Regions from separate parts of the Mus musculus genome. Here all the other regions are linked to region 1. The links are chromatin contacts, called in public promoter capture Hi-C maps. All regions are on one chromosome and are shown on one strand. The core of a region is the stretch at or near the end of the contact, and the rest is flanking DNA. Distances in the headings are between cores, read along the strand shown. Region 1 holds the start of Fads2 (fatty acid desaturase 2). Region 2 holds the start of Spindoc (spindlin interactor and repressor of chromatin binding). Region 3 holds the start of Lpxn (leupaxin). Region 4 holds the start of Rtn3 (reticulon 3). Region 5 holds the start of Dtx4 (deltex 4, E3 ubiquitin ligase).

Region 1 (6,364 bases), core at 1,744-4,243:
AGGACTGGGGCTGGTCTTTTGCCCATTTGGCATGCTGGGCGAGTCTGGGCTCCATGCCACCCAAGCTGATCTCTTGTTCCTGATAAAGATCAATAATCGCAATGATGTCCTGGTAGGGTCCCAGGAAGCTTCAGTTCTTGGTGCTGCTGGGGGGTGGGGCGTCAAGGAGCTCGAATCTGAGGGACAGGCAGAAGTCAAAGGAACTTACCCCTCTGTGTCTGAGATAGCCCCCTTTCCAAAGTGGTTCTAGGGTAGGTTGGATACTGTAAGGTTTTCCCTGGGCAAATGGTCTCATCAGCCCATCCAAGCAGGAAGAACAGCCAGTCAGGGAGGACAGTGTCAGGCCACGTCTGGTGTGCTGTCAGCTTCCTATAGCTATTGCCTAATCCAGGCTCCTGTCCCCTCCCCAGCTGTTTCCCTTGACTTTGCCTGCATCCCTTTCTGGCCTTAAGCTGCCTCTGTAGTTTTCTTTCTTTGGGAAAACAAAAACATAGAAACTATTTTAATGATGTGCGCTTGTGTGTGGGTGTGTGCATGTGAGTACCCAAGGAGGCCAGAAGAGGGTGTTGAATCCCTCGGAGCTGCAATTACAGGCACTTGTGAGCCAGCCAACATGGGTGCTGGAAATCAAACTCGGGTCCTCTGAAACAGCAATCCATGGATTGCTTCTTGATACACCCTACCATCTCTTCAACCCTTCCTCTCACCCCCTTCCCTTCCTTGTTCCAGACACGGTCTCAAGAGCTCACCTTGAACCTACTCTGTAGCAAAGATAAATTTGAATTTTGGGTCACCCTGACTTTACCTCTTGAGTCTAGAATTTTATGTGTGCACCACCACTCCGGCAATCTAGCTCAGGGCCTAGTACATTTGGTGACTATTCTTTTGGTTGGTGCAGCCCCAAGCCTGCTGTTCTCTTTGCATATCGCAGGTCCCACCGTGGTACACCCTTGATTGGTGGGTTTCTAATGCTCATCTCCATTGTCTTTAAGCAAGTGGGAATGTTACCAACTTGAACTCTACTCACAGCAGCCCTGGTTGGGCTGTCCGTTTACTCCTGTCTTCATTGGGAGTCCGCTGTAGCCCATTCTTGGGGCCTTCTCACTTGGTCTTTTCTCGGCCTTCCAAGCTTCTGCTGTGAAGCACTTATTGGGGTTCCCTGTCAGCTGTCAGTCATCCCTCTGAGCTTTAAAACTCTAAAAAAATTATCATTAAAGTTATCTGTGTATTGTGATAATCCATCTTTTGAAAAACAAACAAACAAACAAACAAACAAATACAAAACAGCTTTCTTGACTTTATTATATTCCATCGTTAACATGCACAAAAGACAACAGTCTTGCTCCTTATGCATAGTCGTGTCCCAGGCCAGCCTTGAACTCATGGCAATATCCTGCCTCAGGTTTCTGATGGATGACAGTATGGACACGACCAGCACACCTACTTCACTCACTTCTATCTTTTGGGCAGGCCAAACGAACATCTGTTTGGATGTTTGTTTCCTCTCCTCTAAGCCGGAAAAGCTTCACTCAACACTCCTTGAGTCTGGAGTTTGTGGAATGAAGAAAGGCTGCTCCTGATGGATGCCAGGACAGAATGAGAGGAGTATACGATGGGAGGGACTATGGGAATGTATTACCCCCTGCACCAGGTACTTCCTTTGGACCAGTGTCATGTGGAGCTAGGGAGCCCAAAGTCTTGAAAGGGTCATGGAAGAGGCCAAACAGGGCCACTAGCTAAGCATGTATGTCTTGACCATTTTATCTCTCTTACCCTCAGACTCTTCATTTTGAAGTTAGCTATAACAATATCATAGGATTGTGGTGAGACTTTAGCGAATAGGGCCTTTCTTCCTACTATACTCCCTTGGTATCAGTGTCTCTCTTGCCTGCAAGTGGTGTACTACTGTCAAATCAATCGCGGGCTTTTATTGCTTTCATGTTTCCCAACCAGGCTTGTGAACTCTTTCTCAGTCGAAGACAAGAAAGGTGTCCAGTTTATCCTGGCACCCTCCCCAGAAGCCACTCCCGCGGCACTTAGCACGAGGAAGAAAGCAGAGATTCCACCGTTCTTTTCCAAGATGACCAAGTTGAAAGGATTCAGAGCCCTGGTTAAACAGAGACCCACTCCTGGCTCCTTTCTCTAGGAAGGTTTCAGGAAAGCAATAAACAATATGGATCTCTTAGACAATGTGAGATACAGGAGACTTGAGTCCCATCTAGCCAGGCAGAAATATCACCTAGTCATGACAGCCCAGGAGGGGGCCTTGTTTAGCCGGAGGCCGAGCGTTGTTCACCATAACCGCTGCGCCTCCTTTGTGCGAGCATCAGGTGCAAATCCCCGGCCGAGCGCGTTGGCGCTCTGAAGCGCGCAAAGAAAAGCCCAGCTGCCGCCCCCGCCCCCCCCCCCGCCCCCCGCTCTCCCCTCCCAGCTTCTCAGAGATCTACTCCCGCTTCCCCGGCTCCAGGCAGCGAAGGGAGGAGGAGGAGGTCAGACACGTCGCCGACCGCCCAGCAGGGCTTAACTCCATGCGGGCGGGCGCGAGGGAGGGGGAAGCCGCGGACCCGCCGCTCCAGCCCGCTGGCCTTCGAAAGATCCTCCTGGGCCAATGGCAGGCGGGGCGACGAGCCCTGATTGGTGCAGGCGCTCTGCTGATCACTGTGGAAACCCGGGTGGCGGGGAACTCGGGAGGATGCGGAGCCGGGAACGGGGGGAGCCAGAGGGGTGGGGGGAGGAGGCAGCGAGGCCCTGAGCTATCCTGGAGTTTTCACCGGAGGCAAAAGTCCACAGCAGGCGGGCCTAGGGTGGGCGGAGGAAGGGGACCGCTTGGGGGCACTGGGAAGCCAGGGGTACTCCTGAGGGAAGGCAGGGGTACTGGCTAGCTAGTGAAGGCGAGGAGGAGCGAAAGCGAGGGGAGGAGGCACGGTGGGAGGAGGAGTAGAAGACAAAAGCCGAAAGCGAGGAGGGCGCCGACCGCACACTGCGGCCAGGAGAGGGACCGTCGGTGTTGCGAGCCGCGGGCGCCCGGAGGCCGTAGCGCACGGGGCATCCGGGTAGACTGGCAGCATGGGGAAGGGAGGTAACCAGGGAGAGGGGAGCACCGAGCGCCAGGCTCCGATGCCCACCTTCCGTTGGGAGGAGATTCAGAAGCACAACCTGCGCACCGACCGGTGGCTCGTCATCGACCGCAAGGTCTACAACGTTACCAAATGGTCCCAGCGGCACCCGGGGGGCCACCGTGTCATCGGACACTATTCGGGAGAAGATGCTACGGTAAGAGTCTGGGGGTGCCAGCCACTCTTGTCTGCTGCAGGCTGGTGTCAGGAGCCCGGGGTCCCTGGGCGCCAAACAGATCCCCGGTTCTTAAAGGAGCGCAGGACGTTCAGCAGGGAAAGAAAGTGTACCAACTGCCCTCACCTCCCTCCTGGAATCGTTCTCCTCTGGGTCAACTGGGCAGACTTTGGCCGAGCCTTTTGGACGCCAGGCCTTAGCACCTCTGTGGAAGTCCCATCAGTGGTAAACTGTGCCCGGTGCATGTTCACAGCGCATACTGCGCGCTGTTCCAGCCGGAGCCTGGGACTCTCCAAAGGGGGCGCTCCAGCCTTCGTGTTCGGCGCTCCCCAAGTGGAAGATGGCCACCCTTGGGCGCCGGGGAGAGGAGCCTGAGAGCGGGCAGCCATATGTGGGACTCTCCTGCCAGACCAGGGGGCGGAGAAGGAAAGCTGGTTCCTGGCCAGGACTCGCTCCTGCTTGGACTCCTGTCTAAGAAGGTCCACAATGGCTGCCCGACAGAGACTTCCTAGTAGTTCAGATTCCCACGCTCCCGAGGATTATCCCGACTCACTCCAAGTGCCAGCCTTCTGGGAAATCCTGGTGGGGAATTGGTGGAAGGCGAACGGGCTGGATTTTGCAAAATTCAGGTCCGCAGGGGATCTAGAAGGTGAATCTAAGACTGGCTTGGCAACAGGTCCATCTGCCTCTGGGGTTACTATCGGACATTCAACTCAATGGCCCTCTGTTTTTAGATCCTGCCAGGATCACCCTTCCCCTCTTGCACTCATGGAGGTTGTTGAAGTCTCTGAGACCTCTGTGGAACGGAGGCTATCCTATATTGCACAGTACCCCATACCGTGCCTGGCCCCACCCCCAACCATAAAGTGATTGTGTAGTCAGGTGGGTAAGAGGAGAAACAAAGTCAAAGAGGAAAGCCAGACCTTTCTTGGCACCTTTCTTGGTGGGCTGAAAGCAGAGGAAAAGATGTAGCTGGAGAGAGCTTGGGAAAGACGAGTGGGAGGAGGCTGAGAAGAGGGATAAACTTATCAGACCGCACTCCACATCAAAGTCCAGGATGCTGACTTGAGTGTGGGCTTTTCTTGTGCAAGTTTGATAGTTTCAATTCTTACCTTCCATGTCTTTTCTTTTTGAGATCAGCCTAGGTAGCCATACCCTAATCAATGGACTGGAGGCTTTGGTGAACAGGATGCAATCTTACTCCAGATTGAGGAGAGAACTGGCCACATTCATACTGCCTAAAGACTATTTTCCTTGCTTGTGGAGCCTGCTTAATTATGCCCATGGGGCTGGCGATGCTAACCAGACCTTAGGAGAGTGTAAGCTTTTCACATTCCTTGAGTGTCCTAGCTCTCTTGGACCGCCTCACAACCAGAGAAGACCTTGGTTTCCCAGGGAGAAAACTTCCCAGCCCCTATCTGGGGGATCTTTCCACTGTTTCGGGTGCTGGTGTGTGCATGAATCTGTAGGTGAATTGCAGACGACTCCTCCCCTTTCCAGGCTCTTACCAAAAAGTTTCCTAAAAAGTAAAACAACAAATGTGATTGGTTTGATCCGATTATTCCATATTGTGTGATAAGTGGGTTTTCTTGTGTGGAAGCTCAGCCCAACAACAGCCTTGAACTTTATAGTTTATTTAAGAAGCCAGACGTATTTCATCCTTGTTTTGGAAATTCTTAGGGTTTCCCTGACTCAGTTTTCTCCAAATGTCTATGTTCAGATCTAACCCAGCAGATACCTGGATGGCTTGCTCTTATGTTCTGAAAGCCTTATGTCCTCTTCCACATTTCCTGTGTCATTTTCATTGGTTCTGAGTCTGGTGTCTGGGATGTTAATTGTCCCATGATAAGAAAGGTAAGGTGGGAGTCAGGGTAGGCCGCAGATGTGATCCCTGGGCTTGTTGCAGAGAATCACTTAGTGGACACACACACACACACACACACACACACACACACACACACACACACCGCCACCCCCAATCCCTCATCTATTCCAATAAGATGAGTGTGGCAAAGCTTGCTGTAAACAGTGAGCCCCAGACAGACATGAGAGGAACAAAACAGCTAGCATGTAAAGTACTCGCAGAGAAACGGAGCAAGCTCATTTGATGACACGACATGAAAGCTTACTGTCTTCCCAAATAAGACACAAAACACACTTGATGGAGACAGAGTTGGAGATCAGTGTAGAAAGAGCCGTGAGGTTTTCTTTGGCATCCCCCTGTTTCTTCTTAAACTGAGATCAGATTGGCAGAAGGCCTTGGACAACTAGGAGATCTTCAAAGGGAGCTCCACGAGATGTGGGGACCCCTCCCCAGGCTGTTTCTCAGGGAACTTTGCCGCTTAGGGGTCTTGCCTTCTTGAGAAGGGTGATGAGAATGGACTGTCAGGTTTGGGGACGGACTGTTCAGCAGATAGAGGCTGGATCCCTAGAGCCCTTTCATTTGTTACCACTCAAAGGATATCTGTGATATGCTGACAAGAGGCTGGAAGGTGAGGCCAGAAGCCAAGGAGGCCCATTTTGAGGTCAATCTAGGATATCAGTCAAGAATTTTCTGTTCCTGAAGGAAGAAAAAAAAAAAAAACCTCAGAAGTGCTCACTTCTTCTCTAGAAGGATGGAGCTGTTGTTACTTGATCCTTCTGTAGTCAGACCCTGGCCTCACTTGTACTAAAAGCCACCTAAGTGGCATGTGCTCAGAGTCCCAGATACGCAGAAGACTGGAGCAAGAGGATTATTTGAATCCTAAGTTTTGAGGCCAGCCTGGTACCCTAGTGAGATTCCATTGCTGAAAATAAACAGTGTGAGTTTTGCAGTTCACAAACCCATGAGATTGGTATATACTATCTCATTTAATTCCCAGGTTAGCCTTGCCGCTGTCCTGTCCTGAGGCTCAGAAATCCTGGTCAGGTGGTGTTCAGTCATAGTCGGGATCTGCTGGCAGCACTCGCTGCAGCCTTACCTTCCTCTCTCCATCTCCCTCTTCTTATTTTTCTATATCTTTAGTCATTTCCTGCTGGTCCCCCCAGAGCTTTTTCTGTCTTAGATTTGCTGTAGGCACAAAGAACTGTCACC
Region 2 (6,364 bases), core at 2,175-4,674, 2.7 Mb after region 1:
TGGAAGTGGAGGATCCTGAGAAACAACAACAACAACAACAAAATGGCTGAAATGGGAAAACAAAAGGGGTTGCTCTGCTCTCCTGCTTCTGAACAGGTTGCAGAGTTGGCTGTGCCGCTGGAAAAATTATGGGTGGAAATGGACACGATGGGGAGGCAGGAGCACAAGAAAAGGGAGAACAAAAGGCTTGGCCCTGGTGACTGAGCAAGACAGCAGGAGTTTCTTGCAGGAGGAAAGAGGAAAGGAAACTGTGCCAGAGAGGGAGGAGGGGTGGCCCTGGGATAGGAGATCACCACCATCAGCTTTCACAATAGTCATACAGCATATGCCTGTTAATGGTGTGGAACAAGGTTATGACAAGATAGGATGGTGTCTTGTAGAAATGATAGGTATAAGCCATGGTTTGGGGACTAGAGAAATGGCTCAGTGGTTAAGAGCACTGACTGCTCTGGCTCACAACCATCTGTAACGAGATCTGATGCCCTCTTCTGGTGTGTCTGTAGACAGCAACAGTACACTCACATACATAAACAAATAAATAAATAGATCTTTTTTTAAAGCCATGATTTCATAAGTGGTGCACTCGCCTTAAGTGAAACAAATTCTAAATAACTAGTTTACTCAAAATACAATTATTTTGTATTTTGAAAAGTCTGAACAAAACCCACAATCCCTGAGCTTCCCAAATTCAGGATTTAAAAATCCTACCAATCCTCACCTGGAAATATCTAACTAGAAAGCTCTGCCCAGTAAGAACCTGTGTCAGTTCCTTGCTGTTCACTCCCAGTAGCAGAGGCAGCCACCCCTGGGCCCTCCACACCCTTGATCCTCCCAATAAATCTCTTATTATGGAATTTGCTACCTGTTGTGACTCATAGAAAGAAGCCAAGAAGCAATGAGAAGTGAAATGGAACAGGACTGAGGCTCCTTAGCTTAGCTGGGGATTCCCTCCTCTGGGAGCTGCTGTGAGGTTCCTGGGCTTCCCTGTTCTTGGGCTTTTGAGTCCCAGGATGCCTTTCTATTTGAGCAAGAAGGCCAACAGAGGAGAGAAAAGGATATCAAGGAAAGGAAAGAGACCCTGAATAAAGTGGGAGGTTAGAAAGGGATGATGCTATCATTAGACTACTTCCTGCTGATTAGGGGTGTCAGGTTCCTTGGGGCAAGTTTGATCTTTGCCACCGGGATATCTAATTTCTCGTTTCTTCTTTGTGTGGGACTACTTAAACTGACCAAAAACCAACTGACAACTCCCCAACTATACACCACCTCCTCCACCACTATCACCACAAATTCCACCCTACCATTTATATACCCTCTCAGAAATCCTCAGAATTCCAAATGTCACATAAATGCAGAAACTATTTGCAGCTGACAAAATCACACCCCTGCTAGAGCATGAGGCAAACCATAGTCAGCTGCTGTGGACAAATCGAAGCAGCCCCATATCCCACACCTGGGATTAAAATTATATATATATATATATGAGAGAGATTCTCTGTGTAGTCCTGGCTGTCCTGGAACTCATTCTGTAGACCAGGCTGGCCTTGAACTCAGAAATCTGCCTGCCTCTGCCTCCCTAGTGCTGGGATCAAAGGCGTGGGCCACCACTGCCTGGAGTATTCTTATATTTTTGTGTTTTATTTTCCCAAAGAAACTAAAATTCCAAAATTGTCACTTACACTCGTGATGGCCAAAGAACTAGTCTATTAAGTATATGGTAGAGGGCTAGTGACAAACCAGTGTACAATCCCCAGAGCCCACACAAAGACGAGAACCAGCTCCCCGAAGCTGTTGCTCTAGCCTTCAGACAAGTACTCTGGTGCACAACCCATAAGAAAACAAATATATATAATTAAATAAGAATCTGGTGCAATACTAGGGCTACCCATCGCTTTGGAATCAAACAAGAAATAGGAACCACAGGGTGACCCAAGTGACAGGGTGACAGAAGGGCTGGAAGCCCAACAGGGAAGTGACACAAACCAAGGACTCACAAAGACACTGGAGACACAGCCTCACCTGCTCAGGAGGAGTTAGAACTCAGGAGGGACAGAGGGAGGGAAATAACAGGCTTTTCTTTTTCTTGCCTTTCAGGCCTTAGTCACAATCTCCCGGAAGCTTGAGTCCTGTAGCCAGCCCACTGCAAAAACAGAACAGACTACCTACCCAGAGGCATTGGGCAAAAAGCAAAGAACAGCCTTTAGGTAAGAACTATCCAGGCCTAGGAAATTGCTTGATTTGGAGTATCTTTTTAGTACTGGGTACATTTCAAAGTAATAGAAATTTCCTCAGTTCTTTCTATTGTGGCTGCTGTATGTGGTGTCAGCTCAGACCTTTAATCCTTGTGCCAGGGGAATGGAGGGAGGAGGAAAAGGTTTGGGGCAAGCAGGGTTACACAGATTCCAGGTCAGACTGACATGAAAGTGAGTCCTTATCTCAACAAAATAAAAGCTGGTTATGCAGTGGATGGGGGGGGGGTGGGTATGCCCAGGGCGCGCGCGCACACACAAACACACACACACACACACACACACACACACACACACACACACACAATATACGGTAAGTGAACTGTTTCTCTTCTGTCCCCTAGCCTCCTACATCATCCACAATTACTGTTTCTGGGCTGATAATTACTGTTGGTAGCACTTAAAATCAGAATTTTGAGTGCCAGACATTTTTGCCGTTTCTCAGCTGAAATCTAGCGTGTCTGGTGTGTGTATGTGTGTGGGGAGGGGATGTTATGCAGAAGTGTAAGTGCCCATTGTGACAGTCTTCACTCAGGCACGAATGCCAGGCAGCAGCGCCATAGCAACCGGATCCCGGTCTTGGAGGCTCTCAGGGGATTTGCTGTGTCCTGGGAAAAGGCCACACTCTCTGGACTCACGTTTTTTGTTTTGTTTTGTTTTTAACGTAAATTATATCCATCGGAAGCGGTTTACACACGCCCACACGCCACTCTTGTCCTCTTCATCTTCTAGAATCTTTGTTTAGGAGGATCCAAAGTGATTTTTCTTTCCCTAAAGCGTATGTGCTAGTAGAAAGGAACGAGGCCCAAAGAAATTAGAAGAGATGTCTCCACACTTCTGAGCCTATGTATCCTTCACACATCCCCACCGGTCTTTTCTCGTCTGTGTTGCCTCCCAGGCAGGCAGCTAGTCAGGGGAAAGCCAAGAAGTAAGATGCCGAGCAGCCCTTTCCTCCAGCCATTGGTGGGGATGCCCTACCGGGTCTCCAAGGCTGCCGGCGCCGCTCCCAGGAAAACTCCAGGCTTCGCCGCCGAGCAAACCGGCCAGAGACAAACGCGCTGCACAGGGTTCTGGCCCAGACCTGTGGCTGGGGCGGGGCTAGGGGGCGTGTCCTCACGTGATTGGCCAGCCTGGTCTGGAGGCGGGACTGCCGGACGGACGCTGACAATGAGCCTCCATAAAAGGGAGCGGCGGGGTTGGGGGCCCCGGATCGAACCCTCCCCGCCCGGGGTCGTGACGCGTTGAAGCCCGTGGCTGGCGGGGCGGCCGGGCGAGCGGCGGGTGAGCTAGGCGAGCCGCGGGCCCGGGGTGGTCCGGGGCAGGAGGCGGCCGCCACAGGCGGTGCGCCGAGGTCTGTGCGAACGTCCTCGGCTATCCGGTCGCCCTTCTTCGCCTCGCCATGGCCCTGAAAGCCAAGGGCGCCGCGGCTCTGGATTGCTTCGAGGTGACGCTCAAGTGTGAGGAAGGGGATGATGACGACGAGGCCGTGGTGGTGGCCGTGATCCCGCGGCCCGAGCCGATGCTCCGAGGTGAGGGGGGGGACACCTCACTTCCGCTTGGTGGTCCGGGACTAGATCTCCAGGTCCCGGTCCCCGGTTCCCGGTCCCCAGGCGCTTCCCTGGGCCGGCATCTGCAGCCCCAGAGGGCCCTTCCCTGTCCGGTCCGCGGCTACGGCGCCCTCGCTCCTCCCCCACCGGGTTTGGAATCCCAGGCCTCTCGGAGCCCCCCTTCCTCCGCCGCCCCTCCCCCGCTCAGGGTCTAGAGACTTCCATCCACACCGAAGGAGCGGTTCAGGTCTTCCGGTTCCCTGCGCCCCCTCGGGCCCAGAGTAGAGGCCGGATTCCCAGTACAGTGGTTTGTGCCCGGCTGTTGTCTCCCGGTTCCGGTCTGTTTCTTAGGCCGAGGGGCGACCAGGCCTCTAGGCCCCAGGCTAGTCCCCCGTAGTGATAACGGAGGTGAAGGCTGGCGCGGCTGGCGACCTCCAGAGAGGGGAAATAACCCAGTAAGTAGAAGCCTCCACCCGTCCTCAATCCTCTAGGCCTTCTGTTTCAGGAGCCACAGGTGTCAAGTCTAAAACCCGGCATTTGAATGGAATTGCTAGTAGCACCCCGTTTGAGAAAAGCGGGACTTGCTTGGGGGTGGGTAACAAGCCATGTCATCTACATGGAGATTAGTCACCAAAGGAGGTGTTTGAGGGACAATCTGGGAATACATTGCTCTCCCTTCCCGTCCTCCTTCCCCAGCCTCTCTGGTCCAAAGGAGAAAACAAAGAGCTACCTTTGTGGAAGATAATTAGTCATGAAAAATGCAAATATTTCCTTAGGGTGGAATACCTGTTTCCCTTAAGCATGACAGTACCCAGAATAGATTGAGAACCAAATTGGTCATTGTGTTTCTTTAACTCATTTTTGGAGATGGGAGGGAAGGTTAGGAAATTGGGGGGTGGGGCACATTCCTCTCACTGTTTGGTGCATCACACAGGTTATTTTTTACTTGTGCTGGTTTATAGAGTGCTTAACCAAGATGGCTTCATCACTGTGAGAGGGAAGTAGACATCTACAGAGGTTCATTCTTCAGCTTTAGTGGGCAGCTATATGCCAAGCATATAGCTTCAGGCAGAGCTGAGAATGGTAAACAGTAGGGACCAGGGTAAGTGAAACCCTGCTCTTAAGTGTGCATCCAGTGGTAGCCAGCAGGTAAATATCGAATAGTATGTTAGGTGGCAGTGAGTTCTCTTTGTTGTGTGTGTCTGTGCCTGTGTCTGTTTGTCAGTTGCGTCAAGTATGAAGAGATCTGGGCAACTCTTGGGAGTCAGTTCTCACAGCACTGTGGCATTGAATTTGGTTCATCAGGGTTGGCAGTAAGAGCTCTTACTAGCCCAGTCTTCTCCCTGCCCAGTAATCAGTTCGTTTAGAGACTACAGAATGGGGATAAAGAGAAATGAGAGGCTAGTTAGAATTTGTTTCTCTTGTTAGGAAAAGTATCTCTAGTAAGAATGAAAGAGAGCTTAGAAGACCAAGTGGAAAGATTTTAGAAGCCTCTTGGCTTAGCTCAAGGTTCTAAGAACATCTAGAGTATGAGAAAGTGGATGAGTTCAAAGTATTATTCTTTGGGCTCAGCACAGTGGTGCACATCTTTAATTCTGTCACTCAGGAGGCAGAGGCAGGCAGACTTGGGAGTTTCAGGTCATCCTAGTCTATATAGTTGCAGGCCAACCAGAGCTATAGTGAGATAGTTTTGGTTTGGTTTGGTTTGGTTTGGTTTGGTACAGAGACAGGGTTTCTCTGTATAGTCCTGGCTGTCCTGGAACTCACTCTGTAGACCAGGCTGGCCTCGAACTCAGAAATCTGCCTGCCTCTGCCTCCCAAGTGCTAGGACTAAAGGCGTGTGCCACCACCCCCGGATGAGATAATGTTTTCTAAAAGAAAAAATAAGGTGTTGGTTTTTTTGTTTTGTTTTGTTTTGTTTTTGTCTTAGTTACTTTTCTATTGTGACAAACACCATGACCAATGCAAAGTATAAACAAAAGGTGTTTATGGGACTTCCTGGCATACACCTTTAAATCTTAACATTTGAGGCCCAGGGACAGCCAGGGTTACATAGGAAAACCCAGTCTCAAAACACCAAAACTATAGTTTTGGGTTTTTTTAAAGTTGAGTGTTTAGGGTTAGAGTCCATGACCATCATAACTAAAAGCATGACAGCAGGCAGGCATAGTTCTGGGGCAATAGCTGAGAGCTTAACCTGTTCCACAAGCACAAGGCAGAGAGAGAACAGGCGGTAACTGGGGGAGGCAGAGAGAAAGAGCATATGTACTAACTGGGAATGGCATTCGGCATTTAAAAGCTCAAAGCCTAGAGATCCACCACCTCTTACAAACCACACCTTCTAATTCTCAAACAGTTCCACTATCCATGGACCAAGCATTCATGAGTATGAGTCTTTTGGAGGCCATTGTCACTCAAACTACCAGTCTTGTTACTTGAAAGTGGAAGGATTATCTCCCAGTTTACTGAGACTGCTGCGGTGTAGATTGGGAATAGGCTTTGAATATTGTTAAATTCAACGTCTCTTATAGGCTCTAGGATCATGATTAGGTAGGTAGTTGGATATCG
Region 3 (6,364 bases), core at 1,272-3,771, 2.7 Mb before region 1:
AATACATGCTACTAACATCCAAGGCAGTATTGCATAAAGGAAATATTTGCCCACTTGAGCCAGCCTGTCCTTGATAAAATTTCTACACAAGTAGAAAGAGAAATCCACCCCAAGTCTTGGGTTTGGATTTTAGTCCTGTTGCTGTTTGTTAAGGCAGGGTCTCATTCTAGCCCAAGCTGACCTGGAACTAACAAGGTAGCCCAGGCTGACCTTACACTGTGGCCAGTCATTCAACCTAGTCTCAAGTGCTGGCTGGGATCGTGGGTACAAACTACTGTGCCTGGCAGACACTACCTGCCTTTTGTTTCATTTTGGTTTTTGAGACAGGGCCTCAGTACATAGCCCTTGTTGGGCTACAACTTGCTATGTAACATAAACCAGACTGGCCTCAATTCATAGAGATCTATCTGCTTCTGCCTTCCATGTCTGACTTTTTAAAGATAGGATCGTACATAGATAGCCTAGGCTGGCCTCAAATTTTCCATACAAACAAAAATAACCATTAGTTTTTGATCCTCCTGCTTCCACCTCTGGAGCATAAGGATTGAAGGCAAGCAACACTACATTCCATGCAAATTGTTACAATTTGAAGAGACCATTGAGGGGTAACTACTAGCAGTTTATTAACCTGTAGCAAATTGGATTATCTACAGTCAGCTTCCAAAGTTGCTTATTTTCTACATTTCTGAAAAAGATTTCCTTAACAACTATGCTACTCAGAAATTCTTTAAACTATACATTTTTTTAAAATGTATTACTACACTGGCCACCAGAACAAATACACTTCTAATATAAAAGAACAACCTGTAACATTACCATTTAATTGTACTTAGTGTCAGGTGCTCCTGAGAGTGAACAAGATATTTTGGGTTTTCATTATTTAAAGAAAAACAATAATACCTATTTCAGAAAACTGCTGCAAACACTAAACTTATTTACAGATTTTAAGTTTTCCCAATATTAATTGCCCTTTAACTTTTTGAACTAATATTGAATTAAATGTAGAATGTACTTTGATATTGTGATTAAGGCTGTATTTTGGACTTTGATATAGAACCCAATTCTTTTTTATATAATATTGGTTACTTATTCTTTGAGAATTTGATGTGTGTGACCTATAAAATAAAGCAAAACTAAGATCCTACCTGAAAAAAAATGGTAAAACTCGATGAAGAAATGCAAATTTCCTCCAATACCCACACAGGATATGCATTCATCAAATTCTCAAAGAATAAATAATCAATATTATATAGAAAAGAATCTGGATTCTATACCAAAGTCCAAGATACAGCATTAACCACAATATTGAACTACATTTTACTGACAAAACAGTTAAGGATTTATTTAAAACACCCTTTTTTCCCTCAATAATTTCTATTCTCTTCTTTGTTCCTCTGTTTCTCCAGTTCTTAAAACACAACCCCAATAATTATTTTTAATGACAATGTACAAGCTTTGCATCTTATTATTGTTGGAAGTTTTTGCATAGCTACAAACACAATGTGGAATTAATACAGCTTGAAAAGTGGGTAAAAGTAACTTTGTGTAGCGATAACAAAAATAAATAGGTGATACAGATAGATGGATGGATGGATGGATGGATGGATGGATGGATGGATGGAAGGACAGATGGGCAGGCAGGCAGACAGGGAGGTATGTAGATGATAAAAAGTTGCCAAGGTATATGAAATGAGCCCCAAGGAGACAGACTTTACAGCTCCAGGCTTTTTGACCTAGGTTTCTCTGGACACAGTAGCCCAGCGGCACTTCTACTGACGTTTTCATTACCTCAGAGTGAAAGGATGGACTGTTTTTCTTGAGAAGCAATCTGCTCCTTCAAGATTTCTCTAAATAAAAAGCAACAAAACCTACTACAGTGATGGTCTACCTGTAGTCTAACAGTAAACTACAGAGAAATGAAAGCACTCTGGCCCTTTTGCAATCTCTACAGACCCTTTACACTGCTCGGTCATTTCACTGTCCTTGCACTATCCTCCCTTTCTCCTGGTTTCCTTTTCTTTCTTCTCTCCTTCCCTTCCTTCATTTAATGTCTTCTTCCTTTCCCATCCTTTTTTTTTTTTCTTCCAGTATCATATCTCCAAGCTGTAGAGCTGCCCTATGACCTCCAGTAGCTGCCAAGGGAAAAGGCACTTTCAATTACAATTCCTTCTGTTTCTTTGGCTGTCTGGTCTCAACGCTCTGCCAACTGTGCCGCTGCAAACAGCAACCCCATAGCTCCCCCAACAATGATAGTTCCTCCTGCCTCACTCTTGTTTGAATTGAGGACAGAAGTGAAAACAAAAATCTTTCAGTCCTATCCTCAGTTTGACTAGACCACACTTCATCATTACAGATGGGGATGGATGGCAGCCAGGCCCCCACTTCCTTAGAGCATCTTCTCCAAAGGCCCCTTCACTCACCCAGCTCTTCCATTGTCCTATACCTGCGATGCTCTAGTCTCGAAGATTGTGAAGAACTTTGTTGGCATGTGGTGAAGAAGAGGACCACAACGGAACTGAATGAGACAGTGCGAAGCAGCCTCTGTGACCCCTTTTGGTTCCTGTATTTGCTTAGCACTTCCTCACTTTTGATTTGCTGAATACTTTTTCTTTTCTAGTAGCTCAGGGTTTTTTTTTTGTTTTGTTTTGTTTTGTTTTTTGGTTTGTTTTTTTTTTGGGGGGGGGTTTTATATGTTTGTTTGTTGTTTTAATTGTGCTAACAGAAAAAGGCAGGTTGTGCAAGATTGAAGTTTTGATGCTACATTGGCCAAGGTGGCTATAAAAATTGAAAGTTAATTCTTTTTTTAATTTAAACACCTACTGTATTCAAGGGCTTATCTTGAACACACATAGAAATTTTAGGCTTATACTTAAAGAGTTTTCCAAGTTTAAGTTTCCCATTGCCCACTGCAGGCTATTTTCTGTCTCCTTCCTTTTCTTTCCTTCTCTTCCTCCTCCTTTTCCTATAAAACTAGAAGACCATGGAAGTACAGGTCCTTTCTTAAAATTTCTGATTAAATAGCATCAACTTCATTTCACTATTTGTACTTACTTAGTACAGCTGACCTCACTTCCCATACAAACTGTGATTTTTTAAAACAGACGTTTTAATAATTGTGTGTGTGTGTGTGCTCATGTAGGCATTCATAAGTTGTAAGAGTAAGAAAGCGCTCTCCTTGTACCACTGGGGTCCCACAGATGAAATTCATCAGACTTTTCAGCAAAGTGCCTTTATCTGCTAAGCAATCTCACTGGCCCAGATTATAGATTCTTTAAAGTTGAAGAGAAGTGGGTTCACTTTTGAATTCTCTGATCCTGGTTTATCCAGTTATTCAACATTCAAACGTCTACAGAATAAGGAAGAATCAATTGAGAAGATTTAAGATACTGGGTACTAAGCTTCCAGAATCTGAATTACAATTCCTGCTCAGTTCACAATTTCTCCAAAAAGGTGAGAGAGGTAGATTTTTATCTTATTGTGCCTTTGTTCATCTCAAAAGGAAACAAACAAACAACAAACGCATTTAACAGAAAATTGCCTAGAAAAGGCAGTATATAAAGAACTATAAGTATGGCCCTGTGAAGTGGGTTTTGTCCCAGTGTTTACCAAGAGACTAACAGGAATAGGGAGTAATAACTGGCTAGAAGAATAGAATAAAGGGATAGTTTTGTAATGATCATCTTTTAAAAGGAACAAGTCATTCATTTTACTAAAACCTTTTTTAAGAGGCTCGCTTTTTGTATTACTTTAAGCAGCCATTGGATGTCAGTGCTGTTCCAAACGTGCTCATTGCAAACAGCGCTAGAAAATTCATTCCTACTGATACCGTCGGGTTTTAGAACTGAAAAGGACACTAATCCTTTGAAAGCGCAAAACTCGGTAGACTATAAAACATTTGCCTTATCTGTGTGGCAAATGAGCCAGATGCTGGGAGGAAAAGAAGAAAGAAAAATGAACTTCTTTAAAAGTCTAAAATTTAATGGCTAATATAAAATTCTGAATCAGATTTCCAAACTTTGTATCTTTCCATACTGTTGTGTAGATTTTAACTTAAGACGTTTGCATCTTCGAAGTGTAAGGAGTCTCCTTGAAAGTCGTTTCCTGGTTGCAATGTGTAAAAGGCAACCCAAGGAATGCAAACAATGTTTAAGAGGGAAAGAAATGCATACAAACGTATAAGAGGCTGCATTACCACCAGTTGCGGTTTGAACGATTGGAAAGCCCCCTTTCCCCATCAGGAAGGTACTTAGCTGTAAACGCTAGTCAGAGCTGCTATTATGACTGTGTTTCCTGTGCCGCAGAAACATCTACAGACCGCAAAGGCATTCAGCCTCGGGGTGGAGAACGTGAGCGACAGCTAACTTATCCACAAAAAAATCAGTGAGTCACGCTAACCGGCTCTCCAGCTCCAGCACCACAGCCAACGGCAATTCCGTGGCGCCCCATCCCTACCAGGAAACAACTTTACACTTCGTCCTACACGTTTTATTAAAATTAAGTTGACAGACGCAGAACGAGTCCCTAACCTCCTGGGCTTCACAAGTGAGAGGCTCAACACAAGATGGAGGAATAAAAAGGAGCGTAGCTAACAGGTCGCAGAGGAGGCGTCAAATGACCAGACCGAAGTAAGTAAAGACTATGACGAGGGCACTTCGGAGCACTTACACAAAAAAAGATTAAAAGAAGTAGGATTCTCTCCCAGGGACCCCTAGCCTGTAATTGGCTCAATATTTTTGCCAGTTGTACGCAGGCGTCGCGACCTAACCCGGAAGCAATGCCTCGCTAAAACGTAATCTCAGACCTCAGATAGACGCTCCCAGCCTTCCCTCTGCCTCTAGTTTCCCATGATTTCTCTGGAAGCGCAGAGTAAATAGGACTACGTCTCCCAGAGTGCCCTCGGCGAAGTTGGCCCTGCGCGTGCGCCTCACGACTATCCCGCGCTGTCCCCTCGGCCCCGCCTCTATCCTATCGCCGCCATTTTTTCAGAGACTTTCATCCGGCAACGGACAGGGCCTTTTTTTTCTTAAAGGAGAAGCTGCAACTCAAATAATTTACCACTTCTCCCCTCGAGAGCTGGCGGCGCTGGGGACAGAAAGGCCAGAGCAGGAAGGTGGGGGTCTGGGTGGAGGCGGGATAACGTCCAGGCTACTTCTTAGGCTAGTAAGAACCCTTGAGGGGACAGCGGCGCCTCCGGGAGGCAGGTGCGCGCGCAGCCGGCAGGGGGGTGCGCGCGCGGCTGAGAACGGTGCGTTTTGTCCTCGCCTCCGCCCTCGCCAGCCCTGCCCCTCCCACCGCCCCTAGCTTGAGCCGAACTCCAAAGTGGGGGGGGAGAAAGGTCACTTTGGGATTGTCGCGAGACGCAGCCGTTTAACGGTGAGAACGGGCGCGCGGGCAAGGAAACCTCGCGCTCTCCCTCGGAGCCGTTTCCTGATTGGTTGGAGGAAGGGGTGGGGGAGGGCACCGAGTGCGCTGCTGCGTGTGAGACCGCGAGGGGCCGGGCCAGGGGGGCCGATCCTCCCCTCCGATTGGCCCGCTGCGTGTCCGTCCGGGTGCGCGCGTGCGCGCCGCCGGCGGTCGCTGGCTTGAGTGGCAGGGGGCGGGTGGGGGGGGGCGCCCTCGGAACGGGCGGAGGGGCGGGGGGGAGAGAGGCGCTCCGGAGTGAGGGAGCCGGACGCTCCGGGAGCCGAGGGGGGCGGGGGGAGCTGCGCCGCGGGCGCCGCCGCCTCCACCGCCTGGGACGCAGGGGTGGGGGACGGACGAGCCCCGATGCCGGGGGAGACGGAGGAGCCGCGATCCCCGGAGCAGCAGGACCAGGAAGGGGGCCCAGCAGCGGCGGCCGACGCGGCTTCGGAGGAGCTCCGGCCCGGCGCGGCGGCGGCGCCGGCGGCGCCTGCAGAGACCGCGAGCAGCCGCGTGCTGAGGGGAGGTCGGGACCGCGGCCGGACCGCTGCGGCCGCCGCCGCCGCCGCTGCCGCTGTGTCCCGCCGGAGAAAGGCCGAGTATCCCCGCCGGCGGAGGAGCAGCCCCAGCAACAGGCCTCCCGACGGCCCAGGGCATCAGCCCGCGGCCGCGAAGCCCCCGTCTCCTGCTCAGGGCAAGAAGAGTCCGCGACTCCAGTGAGTAACAGTCTTTGAAGCGTTGGGGAAGACCCCCCTCTAGTTCTCTCTCCCCTCCCGGCTCCCGTAGCGCCCGCTCCACGTGACACCCTGCTTGCTCTGCCCCCTGCCGGCTCGGCACGCCAGATGTCACGCCGCTGGCGGCCGGGCTCCGGCTGCTTCACTGCCTGTGGCCGCCAGCCCACGCCCGAAGTCGCCCAGTGCAGGCTGCACGCCCTCTGCCTCCCGCCTGCTCGGTCCTCACTCTG
Region 4 (6,364 bases), core at 2,100-4,599, 2.6 Mb after region 1:
TCTTTCAGCATTATGCATAATAGCTAGAATACAAATTCAGCCACCATGTCAGTCAGTGAATGAATGGATAGATAAGGAAAATGTGGTATATATGTACAATATACTTCTGGATAAAAGAATGAAATTTTGTGATTTGCAGCAGCAACCGGCAGTCATTATGTGTTGAGTAAAATCAGTCAGTCACAGAAAAGACAAATCCCACAAGATCACCTTTAAAAACAGTTGTTATTGGGCTATAGGAGTGGCTCAGTGGTAAAGAGCATGTCCTGTTCTTGCAGAGGACCTGCGTTCACTTCTCAGCAGCTTACAACCACCCACTACTCCATCGTCAGAGGATTCAGTGCCCTCCTCTGGCCTCTGCAGGCATGTGGTGGTATGTATGAACTCACACAAGGGCATACATACACATGAAAATAAATATAATTTTTTTAGTCTCTGACCTGGACAAGATGGTGTGGGCCTGTAATTTAATTGTAAGTCCAGGTATGATAGCATTTGCCTTTAGTCCCAACTCTTAGGCAGATGCAGGTAGATCTCTTTGAATTCAAAGCCAGCCTCATGTACAGAGGAAGTACAGGCCAGCCAGGGCCACAGACATTTCTTCTGGGGCATTCCCCACCCAAAAAAAATTTTTACTGAATTCCTGTTAGTCCTAAAATAAGGCCTCAAGCCCCCTTCTCCTCGTTAAACTTCAACTGCCGGAGTGCTGGGATTACAGGCCTGTGCTGCCACACCTGATGTTTTAGGATATCCAATACAACTGACCCTAGTCAACTTGACACACAAATCACTGTGAAGTCATACCCTTTCCTTTCTTCCCCAAGATCACACATTAATATAAACATCACAGGATGAAACATTTTACAAACTTAAAAAGTCCCATAGGCTGGACAGTGGTGGCAGATTTCTGAGTTCGAGGCCAGCCTGGTCTACAGAGTGAGTTCCAGGACAGCCAGGGCTACACAGAGAAACCCTGTCTCAAAAAACAAAAAAAAAAAACAAAAAAAAAAAAAAGAAAAAGTCCCACAGCCTTACAAATTCACTCATTAAGTTTTCAGTCTTTAAAAAAAAAAAAAATACCCAGTCTCTTTTAAAATCCAAACTCTCTGTAAAACTCTAAAATCTCTTTTTAAAAACGTTTTAAAGTCTCTCAACTGTGGGTTCCTGTAACATCAAAAATAAGCACTTTCATACTCCAAGAGGGAAGAGCTAGGGCACATGATCCAGTCTGTCATAAGACCCCACTACACTGGTACAACTTTGTTAGGGTTCCTGTTGCTGCATCAAAACAGTGACAAAAACAAAACAAAACAAAACAAAAAACAAAAAACAAACATGGGAAGGAAAAGGTTTATTCTACTTACTTCTGAAGGAAGTCAGAACTGGAACTCAAACAGGGCAGGAACTTGGAGGCAGGAGCTGATGCAGAGGCCGTGGAGAGTGCTGTTTACTGGCTTGCTCTCTAGCTTGTTCAGCCTGCTTTGTTATAGAGCCCAGAATCTTCAGCCCAGGGATGCTCCTACCCACAATGGGCTGGGCCCTTTCCCATTGATCACTGATTAAGAAAAATATCCTTTAGGCTTGCTCACCACCTGATCTTATGGAGTCATTTTCTTTTTCTTTTCTTTTTTTTTTAAAGATTTATTTATTTTATTTATATGAGTACACTGTAACGGTCTTCAAACACACACCAGAAGAGTACATCAGATCCCAGTACAGATGGTTGTGAGCCACCATGTGGTTGCTGGGATTTGAACTCAGGACCTCTGGAAGAGCAGTCAGTGCTCTTAACCACTGAGCCATCTCACCAGCCCTGGAGTCATTTTTTTTTTTTTTTTTCCAGAGACAGGGTTTCTCTGTTGTAGCCCTGGCTGTCCTGGAACTCACTCTGTAGACCAGGATGGTCTTGAACTCAGAAATCCACCTGCCTCTACCTCCCAAGTGCTGGGATTAAAGGTGTGTGCCACCACTGCCTGGCTGGAGTCATTTTCTTAATCAAGGTTCCCTCTTTTCAGATTTCAAGGTAACATAGAACTATCCAGCATGCCTGACTTTAACATAGACTTTAAGAAAAAAATACTTAAGCATTCACCAAAATAAGTAATTGGATTCCTGATTACTGGCATACAGTTCCCTTTGCCATCGTTCTCTGGCACTCAACAGCATCGGGGGACAGTTTGCTGCACTATCAATTGATGCCTGCCGTTGAGTGACAGAGTAAGATATTTTCCAGAGTCATTTTGGGAAATATCCTGGATCGTTTTCAGAACACTGCAACAACCAAGATGCTATCTGAGCTTTATTTGACCTTAAAAAACTGTCTAGGACAGATGCGGTCCACAGCTTGTTCCCCATCTGCAGCAGCCTGCTTGCCTAGCGCTCCCTCTGTGAGTTAGCATCTTTACAGAATTTGCTGAATCTGCAATTGCACTTTGGGTCATAGATTGCTACTTAGCAACATCAAATCCCACAGCTTTATCATCATTATGTACTTAAAATTTAAAAAGAACAAAATTTGACATAAATTGATGTCCAGTTTCAAATGTCATTTTTTGGGGGACTCATCTTAGGACATGAATAAAATTCAGTATTATGAGTATCTGTGCCTCATTTTTAATACCTCATTTCATGTCCACTCCATTCCCCCAGTCCCAACCAAGACGTTTTCTCCTGGTTTTCCTTTCCTCGGCAGCTTCTTTTTTATTTTCCAAAGTATGTTTTTTGTAGCTCAGAACATAGCTCAGAGAAAAGACAACCTGAAGCCTCTTTGGGAAGAAAAACAAGATAAAAATATGAAGCCGATTCTGTGCCTGCATTGCAATGTGATTGGAATGAGTAATAGTTTCTCATTCTGTTTAGCATCTTTCTCCACCTATCAAACATGGGACTGTACCATGCCTGCCTCGGTGGGGCGATATTACGACACGACCAGATAATTCAAAAAGAACATTACAGAGGGGGGGTCTTTAAATATTGTACTCTTTGGAGTCACAGGCTGGTACGTATCAGGCAAAGACATCAATTAGGATTTATAATAAAAAATTTGTAGCTTATGAAGGCATAAAGAAACATAATCTGCCAGCTAGAAAACATTCACATAAACAAGTGGAAGGTGGGGAGACTGGGCACGGTTAATCTGTAGCAGGGGCTGCAGTGGCGGGCCGGTTCTAGAGTTTAGCCACGCCCCTTACGTCAGGCTTTCCCCCATTCCCCCACCCCCTACCCCTCACCCCCGAGAGGCCTGCCCCACCCGCGGGCCCAGTCACTGCGTCCTTTCCTGCGGGAGCGCAGAGGGACAGTTCTTGCGCCTGCGCATTGCGTCGCTGCGCGCCTCCGAGGCCGCCGCCCGCGCGTCCAGGCTCTTTGTGCGCATGCGCGCTCGCACTCCTTCTCTCCCTGCGGAGCTCGGCTGAGTCAGTCAGTCTGTCGGAGTCAGTCTTCCGAACAGGCGTCGCCGGGAACTTCGGAGAGCCAGCTGCTGGATTATTCTGTGTCCCCTCCCACTCTCCCGCCCTACGTCTCTCTTCACCCTTCTCCCGCCCTTGCTCGTACAGCCATGGCGGAGTCGTCAGCGGCCACTCAGTCCCCGTCAGTCTCCTCGTCGTCCTCCGGGGCCGAGCCGTCAGCTCTCGGCGGCGGCGGCGGGAGCCCTGGAGCCTGCCCCGCCCTGGGGGCGAAGAGCTGCGGCTCCTCGTGTGCGGGTGAGGCGCGCGTGGGGCTTGGTCCCTGGGGAGCGCGAGCTACTGGGTCTCCGGGAAGGGGCGAGCGACCTGTCTGGGCCGTGGGCGGCTTTAGTCTCTTGGCGGGCATTTGAGGAACAGGCTAAGGGGGAGGGGAGCGAAGGACCGAGGTGAGGAAATAACGGGGTGTGAAGAAAACAGGTTGGGGGCGGGGTGGTGAACTAGAGTGGGCGTTGACGCTGACCCCCTGCAAGGGAGGGCACCGCAGTGGGGTGAAAACGGAGAAAGGCTATGTGCACCCAATGGATCGAGTGCTGGAGGCCCGAGAGCCCTAGGGTGGGTCGGGGGGTGGGGGTGACTTAGAGCAGGATTAGCGAGCCTCAGGGGATTGTGACAGGTGGGACGTAGGAGAAATGAAGTCGCTAGGATTTTGAGAGGGGTAGTGGTGGAAAAGGTGGCGTTGCAGGTTTGCAGACCGGTTGACACAATCTTAAATGGATGATATAGCCTTCCAAAAAAAAATTTTTTTTTTTTTTTGTTCGCCAGAAGGATCAGGAAGTTCTGTTACTGTTTTTGGCTAAACTGAATGCCAGATTTTTTTTTTTTTTTTTTTTTTTTTCTGAGACTCTGAGGTAGATGAGGCGTGATGAGAATAGCATGGGAAGATTTGGGAGGGAGCTGCTGATAGTCCAAGATGGATCCTTGGCTGCATCTGCAACACAGCCGGCTCTTCACCGGTGGTGCATCGTGGGGGTGGGGACACGCAGTCAGTTGCTATATTCTAGAAGATAATAAATACAGTCTTGCCAAGCCATCACCATGTTTTGATTTCTTGTTTTCGATGGCCTATTCTCAATAGCAGCATAACAAAAGGGAACGATTGCTGCAGGGGAAAGAATTCAGACAAAGCCTGGGCTGCTTGAACCCCCTTCTCTCTTGTGTGTGAAAAGACTAGGAGGGACGCTGGCGGCCTCCTTTAGTTTCTTTTGTATACAAGTCTGCCTGCTGGTGGGAGCTGACTGGCAAGCTCGACTCAGATCAGAGAGATCTGCAGTGCAGATGCCTTCTTGAGGAAAAATATGCACCACTGGCAGGTGGTGGTTCTTAAGAGAACTGAGTCTTTGGCGAAAAATTCGGTTTGTCAAAGGAAGGATTTTAAGAGGTTTAGAAAATGCTTTGTTGACTCCAGCGCAGTCTTGAATTATGACACAATATTCCTGATCTTAGCATTAAATATATTCTCTCATGTTTCCTAATACTGGCCTTCCACCTGTCTGAGAGCTTTGGTGCCCTGCAGAATTCTCCATGGGAATGGCCATTTGGATAAATGGTATGGGAGGAAGTTTTCTGGAGATAAAGGGAATGAGGCAGCATATTTTGAACCCTGGTTCTGTTTAAACCACCAGCATTTCTCTTTCAAATTTTTGCATTTTGGGCTATTTTCCAGATAAACGGTGGCTTTTCTATAACTTAGTGACTTGCCTTTAATCACTGCTTACTGTTTGGTTGGCCTAGTCCTAATTTCCAAATTTCTGATAAAAGTCTAGGTTTCAGAAGTTGGCCTTTTGTGCTGAAGATCAAATGTTAAGTATTGAGGAATCAGTCTAGCTAGCACTCAGAGAATTAAATTTTTAGCTATGGTTGTCATCAAATAGTGAAAAAAAATTTTAATACAAAGTAGCCCAGGCTAGCCCTGAATGCAAGATGATTCTGCCTCAACCTCCATGGGAACTACAGGTGCATGCCACCACACCCATCACGAATCAACATTTTTTTTTTTTTTTAAAGATTTATTTATTATTTTATGTAAGTACACTGTAGCTGTCTTCAGACACACCAGAAGAGGGAGTCAGATCTTGTTATGGATGGTTGTGAGCCACCATGTGGTTGCTGGGATTTGAACTCTGGACCTTTGGGAGAGCAGTCAGGTGCTCTTACCCACTGAGCCATCTCACCAGCCCTCGAATCAACATTTTTATTCTTTTAATGCACTGTCAGAGGGATTGGCTCCCTTAGTGTGCCAGAGGAATGCAAGTATGTACTGCCACCCTGTGAATTTTATATTAGCAGTACTGATATATTAACATGCAGTATTTTTGTTTAGCTTGTGTTTCTGCTATCATTCCCTCATGTCACATGCCACATTGTCACAGTTTTATTATTGCCATTTCCCTGTGTTTTTTAATAAAGAGTCTTCTTCTGGAATTCATTACATATCCTAGCAGGCTTTGAAATCTCTCCTATCTCATCATCTCAAATCCTGAGATAATAGGTGTGAGCCACTATGCCAAGCTACCTTGCTTGGGGTGGTGGTGATGGTGTTGTTGTTGTTGTTAACATAACTCTTTGTTTCATTTGTTTCGATTTTTTGAGAGAGAGAGAGACAAAGCCAAAACAAAAAGAGGTAGCCCTGTGTAGCCCTGGCTGACCTGAAACTGGCTCTGTAGACCTGGCTAGTCTGGAACTCAGAGATCCACCTGTCTGTGCCTTCTGAGTCCTGGGGTTAAAGGTGTGTGCCAACACTGCCACCACCACTGCCTTTTAAAATACCCCTTTTGGTAGTGGGAAAGATTCTAAAATGAGGCATTTTGCCAACAGAGAAATTTATATCTTGAAATAGTATTCTGCGTAGATGTGTTTGCCTTGTACTTTCCTAACAGTATAAATTGCCTAGTATGACCATT
Region 5 (6,364 bases), core at 2,309-4,808, 2.4 Mb before region 1:
AAGGTATCATTGAGAAGAGTGTTGTTCAGTTTCCATGTGAATGTTGGCTTTCTGTTATTTATTTTGTTATTGAAGATCAGCCTTAGTGCATGGTGATCTGATAGGATACATGGGACAATTTCAATATTTTTGAATCTGTTGAGGCCTGATTTGTGACCTATTATGTGGTCAATTTTGGAGAAGGTACCATGAGGTGCTGAGAAGAAGGTATATCCTTTTGTTTTAGGGTAAAATGTTCTGTAGATATCTGTCAGATCCATTTGTTTCATCACTTCTGTTAGTTTCAGTGTGTCCCTGTTTAGTTTCTGTTTCCATGATCTGTCCATTGGTGAAAGTGGTGTGTTGAAGTCTCCCACTATTATTGTGTGAGGCGCAATGTGTGCTTTGAGCTTTACTAAAGTTTCTTTAGTGAATGTGGCTGCTCTTGTATTTGGAGCATAGATATTCAGAATTGAGAGTTCCTCTTGGAGGATTTTACCTTTGATGAGAATGAAGTGTCCCTCCTTGTCTTTTTTGATGACTTTGGGTTGGAAGTCAATCTTATCAGATATTAGGATGGCTACTCCTGCTTGTTTCTTCATACCATTTGCTTGGAAAATTGTTTTCCAGCCTTTCATTCTGAGGTAGTGTCTATCTTTTTCTCTGAGATGAGTTTCCTGTAAGCAGCAAAATGTTGGGTCTTGTTTGTGTAGCCAGTTTGTTAGTCTATGTCTTTTTATTGGCGAGTTGAGACCATTGATGTTAAGAGATATTAAGGAAAAGTAATTGTTGCTTCCTGTTATTTTAGTTGTTAAAGGTGGCATTCTGTTCTTGTGGCTGTCTTCTTTTAGGTTTGTTGAGGGATTACCTTCTTGTTTTTTCTAGGGCGTTGTTCCCGTTCTTGTATTGGTTTTTTTCTGTTATTATCCTTTGAAGGGCTGGATTCGTGGAGAGATAATGCGTGAATTTGGTTTTGTCGTGGAATACTTTGGTTTCTCCCTCTATGATAATTGAGAGTTTGGCTGGGTATAGTAGCCTGGGCTGCAGTTTGTGTTCTCTTAGTGTCTGTATAACATCTGTCCAGGCTCTTCTGGCTTTCATAGTCTCTGGTGAAAAATCTGGTGTAATTCTGATAGGCTTGCCTTTATATGTTACTTGACCTTTTTCCCTTACTGCTTTTAGTATTCTATCTTTATTTAGTGCATTTGATGTTCTGATTATTATGTGTTGGGAGGAATTTCTTTTCTGGTCCAGTCTATTTGGAGTTCTGTAGGCTTCTTGTATGTTCATATGCATCTCATTCTTTAGATTTGGGAAGTTTTCTTCAATAATTTTGTTGAAGATGTTTGCTGGACCTTTGAGTTGAAAATCTTCATTCTCATCCACTCCTATTATCCGTACGTTTGGTCTTCTTATTGTGTCCTGGATTTCCTGGATATTTTGAGTTAGGATCTTTTTGCATTTTCCATTTTCTTTGATTGTTGTGCCGATGTTCTCTATGGAATCTTCTGCACCTGAGATTCTCTCTTCCATCTCTTGTATTCTGTTGCTGATGCTCAAATCTATGGTTCCAGATTTCTTTCCTAGGGTTTCTATCTCTAGTGTTGCCTCGCTTTGAGTTTTCTTTATTGTGTCTACTTCCCTTTTTAGGTCTAGTATGGTTTTGTTCATTTCCATCACCTGTTTGTATGTTTTTTCCTCTTTTTCTGTAAGGACTTCTACCTGTTTGATTGTGTTTTCCTGTTTTTCTTTAAGGACTTGTAACTCTTTAGCAGTGTTCTCCTGTATTTCTTTAAGTGATTTATTAAAGTCCTTCTTGATGTCCTCTACCATCATCATGAGATATGCTTTTAAATCTAGGTCTAGGTTCTCAGGTGTGTTGGGGTTCCCTGGACTGGGCGAAGTGGGTGTGCTGGGTTCTGGTGATGGTGAGTGGTCTTGGTTCCTGTTAGTAAGATTCCTCCGTTTACCTTTCGCCATCTGGTAATCTCTGGAGTTAGTAGTTATAGTTGACTCTGTTTAGAGATTGTTCTTCTGGTGATTCTGTTACCGTCTATCAGCAGACCTGGGAGACAGATTCTCTCCTCTGAGTTTCAGTGCTCAGAGCACTCTCTGCTGGCAAGCTCTCTTACAGGGAAGGTGCGCAGATATCTTGTATTTGGACCTCCTCCTGGCCGAAGAAGAAGGCCCAAAACAGGACCTTTCTCAGACACTGTGTTGCTTTGGCAGTTCCCAGGTGGTACAGACTCTCACCTAAGCAGACTAAATTCCTAAGTTCCTTGGAGTCCCAGGACCAAGATGGCGACCGCTGCTGCTGTGGCTTAGGCCGCCTCCCCTGCCGGGTGGGCACCTGTCCTCCGGTCCGGAAGGTGGCCAGCTGTCCCCGGCCCACACAGGGTGCTGCCTCAGCGCCTCTGTGCTTCTGCCTGTTCCAGAAGCTGTCAGGTTCTCTGGCGCACCCTCTCACCTGTTCAGACTCACAACTAATTACTATATATTCACTCTCTCTAACAAGTTACCCAGGCGCAAATGTTTTCCTGTGTTGTCATTCATTTCACTTCTACTATACTACCCTGCCGTGTTATCGTGGTAGACACAAGAAGACGGAGTGCAAAAGAGAATGGTCAGAAAGTAAACGTTAGTTCTTTCTACTTCCTGTTTGTCCTGCAAGCAGACAGTTAAATATTTCTTAATACCCACCCACACCTTTCCCCAGTTTAAGTTTCCTCTATCTGGAAATTTCTAGTTTATCTGCTTAGGAGCGGTTTTCTGTTTGTCTCCTCAAATATAAAAGGAGCACATGAAACTATGGAAAAGCCATTCCAAAAAAGATTAACAATCTCATTACCAATATAAGATTGCTCCAAATTCCAGCTTCACTTTGTCAGAACGGATTCATTGTGCAGTTCCACCCACGGAGAAACAAAGTGTGTGTTTTCTGACAAGGTTAATACATAATTCTCTTTAAAATGTCTAACTTAATTCGTTTGGAGACCTGGTCTGGATATGTGGCATGAAATTCTCCATCTTCTTGCTTCTCAAGTGTGGAAGTTGCCCGTGTGATGTACCATGCCAAGCAATAATGTGCAATACAGGCTTCAATCCCCTTAGTCAGAACCCACTTTATATTACTTTCCTCTTTAGCCATTGATGATCAAAATGAGCGAGTCTAGCTTGCGTTTGTTCTGCTGTCTCATGGTTTTATTTACATAGACACTGCAGGATGAATTAGTCTACCTTGTGTCTTCTAACAGAAAAATTGGACAGCAAGAACTTCTTTTCTCTCTATGTAAACGCAGGGAACCCTTGGCACTGGCTCTCGATGGTCACAAGTGTGTGGCCTTTGACCTGCACTTGAGGATTTGGACCAGCAGGGGGCATGGAAGCTCTAGATCGCTGGTGCTAGTGGCCATGGGGCGTGGCTTTTGCATCTTTGATGGACAGCTAGGGAACGGTGCAGACGAGGATGAGGTAATAACGGACAGAACAAGGAGAGCGTGGGGCAATTCCTGTGTGTGTGTGTGTGTGGGTGGGGGGTGTTGCGTGCGTGTGTGGGTGTGGATGTATGTGTGTGTGACAGAGAGAGAGAGAGAGAGAGAGAGAGAGAGAGAGAGAGAGAGAGAGAGAATGCGTATGCATGCACGAGCTGTAGGGAGATGCGAGCCTCTGAGCTCACGCCGCGGACACGGCCGGTGCTGAGCTGAAAACAGACAGACAGACAGTTCCATATTTGAACAGGCTGCAAAGTTGGGTCCTGGCAGTGGCAGCTGGGACCGGGATGGCGCGCGTGCTCTCGAGACTGGGGGACCAGGGAAGCCTCCGCGGGCGCGAGCTCGCCTTGGCGCTCTGCCCGGGAGGGGCGACTCCTCCTGGAGGCCACTGAGCCGAGCCGCAGGGAGGGGGAGCTGTGCCACCGCGGTCGGCTTACTCGAAGCGGAGAGAGGGCGGAGGGCGTGACCGTGCGGCGCGATCCACGCGGGCGCCCGCGGAGCCCGAGGCGCAACTGGTGCGAGGCGGGTGCAGCGTCGCGCTCGGGCCGCGCGCCCCCGGGTGGCTTTGCAAGGCGGGGCGGCGAGTGCGCAGGGCCGGGCCTTTGCATGAAGCCGCTGGACCCCTCGGAGCAGCGGCAGAGGCGGCGGAGCCCGGCGGAGCGCAGTCGGAGACGGGCAGCTCCGGGGTCCGTGTCCCAGTGCCTACGCGGCTGCGGACTCCCCCATGGGCCGCAGCTGAGGCTTCCCGCAGCGGTGGGGCGCAGACCGGGGGGCGCGGTTGAGACCCGGAGGCGGCGGCGCCGGAGGAAGCGCAGAAGGCCGGGCCCGGGAGGTGGGCAGCACCGCGCCGCAACCCCGGGCTCGCCATGCTCCTGGCCTCGGCAGTGGTGGTGTGGGAATGGCTGAACGAACACGGCCGCTGGCGTCCCTACAGCCCAGCCGTGAGTCACCACATCGAGGCGGTGGTGCGCGCTGGTCCCCGCGCCGGGGGCAGCGTGGTGTTGGGCCAGGTGGACAGCCGGCTCGCGCCCTACATCATCGACCTGCAGTCCATGAACCAGTTCCGCCAAGACACGGGTGAGCCATTCACATCTCTTGTCTGTCCCAGGAGCTCCCGCCTCGTGGGTCCGCTGTGATCCACCCAGTGGCCAGCTTTGCTCACTGGTATCAGCTATAGGTGTTGAGGGCAGGTGCTTCTCTTCCCTAGGTCCTCACAGGATTCCAAGACCACCTCCAAGTAAATGTCCTTGCAAGTAGTTTAAAGAGTCTTGATTATACAACCCAGCCTCAGCCTAGCTGCAGGAGAACCCCTTTATGCCCCCATCAGCCCCTAGTAGCCGTTTGTGCAAGAACTCTAGGGTTTTGCAAACCGCCTCCCACCCCCCAAGAAATGCTGACTCTTCAGCAAGACATTACTTGAACCTCTTGGCTCACACCTGCTCACACTTGCTCACACCTCAGTTCACCCTGCTTTGCCTCAGGCACCTTTGGGCCTAACATACACTTGCCCCCACCCCCCACCCCCTTTCAACTTTAATGTCTATATGGCCCTCTTCTAGGGACCCAGCCTTCCCACTGTCAGCTCCTGGGTAAGAGACTTGGGGAGGCAAAGGGATCCCCAGTCTCCAATTACTGTCTATTGTATGAAAGGGCTGGGACAATACTGGGAGAGAGTGGAGCATGGGTTCCAGGACTGGAGCATCCTGGATGTGGTGGCATCCGCAGATGCCTCTGCTTGTACACTCCAAGCACTGAAGCAACAGGCCAGAGCAGATGGAGAGAGGAGGCGGGAGGATTGGGCTCTGGAATGCCTGGCAGGGAAGCTGCTCCCTTTGTCCATAGAGAAGGAGGAGGAGGAGGAGGAGGAGGGACGGAGGGAGGCAGCAAGAGAAGAAGAAAGGCTAAGAAGAAACTGTCCTTAGGTTTTTTGCTTAAAATAGCAAACAGGAGCCACCACTCTGACCTCCCAAGGCACTAAACTCCATAAAAATTAAGTTGCCACTAGGTCTGCCGCAAATCTCGCAGCCGTGTAGCTCTTCCAGATCCTAGCAAGGAAGGGAGCTCTATAGGTTACGTTAGAGTGAGGGTTGGGAGATACTGGAGAGAGAAGAAAAGCAAGGGTGCTGCTCTCTTCTTTGGGTCTAGTTTGTCCCGGCTTAACTGATGACTTGGGACAAGTTTCCGTCTCCATACAGTAATCTCTTCAATTGGGGGGTGGGTGGGGTCATTTCTGGAATTCTGGCTAGCCTGTCCCAAGGGTGTAACTGCAGAGCCTGGAGCAGGTGTGGGGGGGAGGGGGGGGGGGAGAAGAGGAGAAGAGGAGGAGGAGGAGGGCCCTGTGACTCAGGGAACAGCTGCTGGACAGGTCCCCCGTAGCTTCCTAGGAAAGCCTTCACATCCTGTGTGCTAATTGGGATTGTCATGGGAAAGAGGTGCAGTCCCTCACTCTTGTGATCTGTAGTCGTAACTCTGAGCAACCTCTTTGCCAAGAATTGTATGACCATGGCCAATAGAGGAAACCTTTCTGGAGGGGGGAAAAAAGTTCCAGAAGTTTAACATCTGGTTGGCTGGAACTTTGATAGAAAAAGCAGGGAAGAGGAGCTGAGAGACAGAGAAGAAGAGAAAATAAGTAGAAATGTTGGGAGATGGGGAGAAAGGATTAAATGTAACCTCAGAGGAAGAAGGAGATGCCCATTGTGTATTTGGTGGAGGATCTGGAAGTGATGCATGGTAGAGAGTGTGGGGTGGGTGTGGGGGGGGGTGCGGGGGGAGCAGCTGAGCCCTGGAGGTGGGATCAACAGACCACCTGACAGAGTTCCAGGCCTGCTCAAAATAAAACAGCAATTTAGCTCTTCTATTTCAGACTAAATCTGTGCAGCATATGGAGAGCTAGG

The links. Promoter capture Hi-C pulls out the DNA fragments that hold promoters and counts their contacts.
Region 2: a contact with region 1 is called in a promoter capture Hi-C map of hippocampal neurons, with 6 times the contacts expected there.
Region 3: a contact with region 1 is called in a promoter capture Hi-C map of pre-B cells. A contact is called at or near these places in 5 of 39 promoter capture datasets (the C10 cell line, hippocampal neurons, liver and 2 more).
Region 4: a contact with region 1 is called in a promoter capture Hi-C map of pre-B cells, with 5 times the contacts expected there. A contact is called at or near these places in 2 of 39 promoter capture datasets (hippocampal neurons and pre-B cells) and 2 of 130 datasets of targeted methods (astrocytes and embryonic stem cells).
Region 5: a promoter capture Hi-C map of hippocampal neurons shows a contact between it and region 1, with 4 times the contacts expected there. A contact is called at or near these places in 1 of 39 promoter capture datasets (hippocampal neurons) and 1 of 130 datasets of targeted methods (astrocytes).

Annotation. Positions count from the first base shown.
Region 1 is chr19:10,098,132-10,104,495 of GRCm38.p6, reverse strand. It overlaps Fads2 (fatty acid desaturase 2), which reads left to right and starts at 2,993. Exons shown (of 12, transcript NM_019699.2): 1 at 2,993-3,273. The coding sequence starts at 3,067.
Region 2 is chr19:7,380,086-7,386,449 of GRCm38.p6, reverse strand. Spindoc (spindlin interactor and repressor of chromatin binding) reads left to right here and starts at 3,424. Exons shown (of 6, transcript NM_001033139.3): 1 at 3,424-3,778. The coding sequence starts at 3,649. 1700105P06Rik (RIKEN cDNA 1700105P06 gene) reads right to left here and starts at 3,447. Exons shown (of 1, transcript NR_045703.1): 1 at 2,889-3,447.
Region 3 is chr19:12,794,736-12,801,099 of GRCm38.p6, reverse strand. Lpxn (leupaxin) reads right to left here and starts at 2,521. Exons shown (of 9, transcript NM_134152.4): 1 at 2,421-2,521. The coding sequence starts at 2,433. It overlaps Zfp91 (zinc finger protein 91), which reads left to right and starts at 4,977. Exons shown (of 11, transcript NM_053009.3): 1 at 4,977-6,116. The coding sequence starts at 5,767. It overlaps Gm44505 (predicted readthrough transcript (NMD candidate), 44505), which reads left to right and starts at 4,977. Exons shown (of 13, transcript NR_024093.1): 1 at 4,977-6,116.
Region 4 is chr19:7,480,276-7,486,639 of GRCm38.p6, reverse strand. Rtn3 (reticulon 3) reads left to right here and starts at 3,349. Exons shown (of 9, transcript NM_001003934.2): 1 at 3,349-3,701. The coding sequence starts at 3,557.
Region 5 is chr19:12,499,190-12,505,553 of GRCm38.p6, reverse strand. Dtx4 (deltex 4, E3 ubiquitin ligase) reads left to right here and starts at 3,558. Exons shown (of 9, transcript NM_172442.3): 1 at 3,558-4,547. The coding sequence starts at 4,337.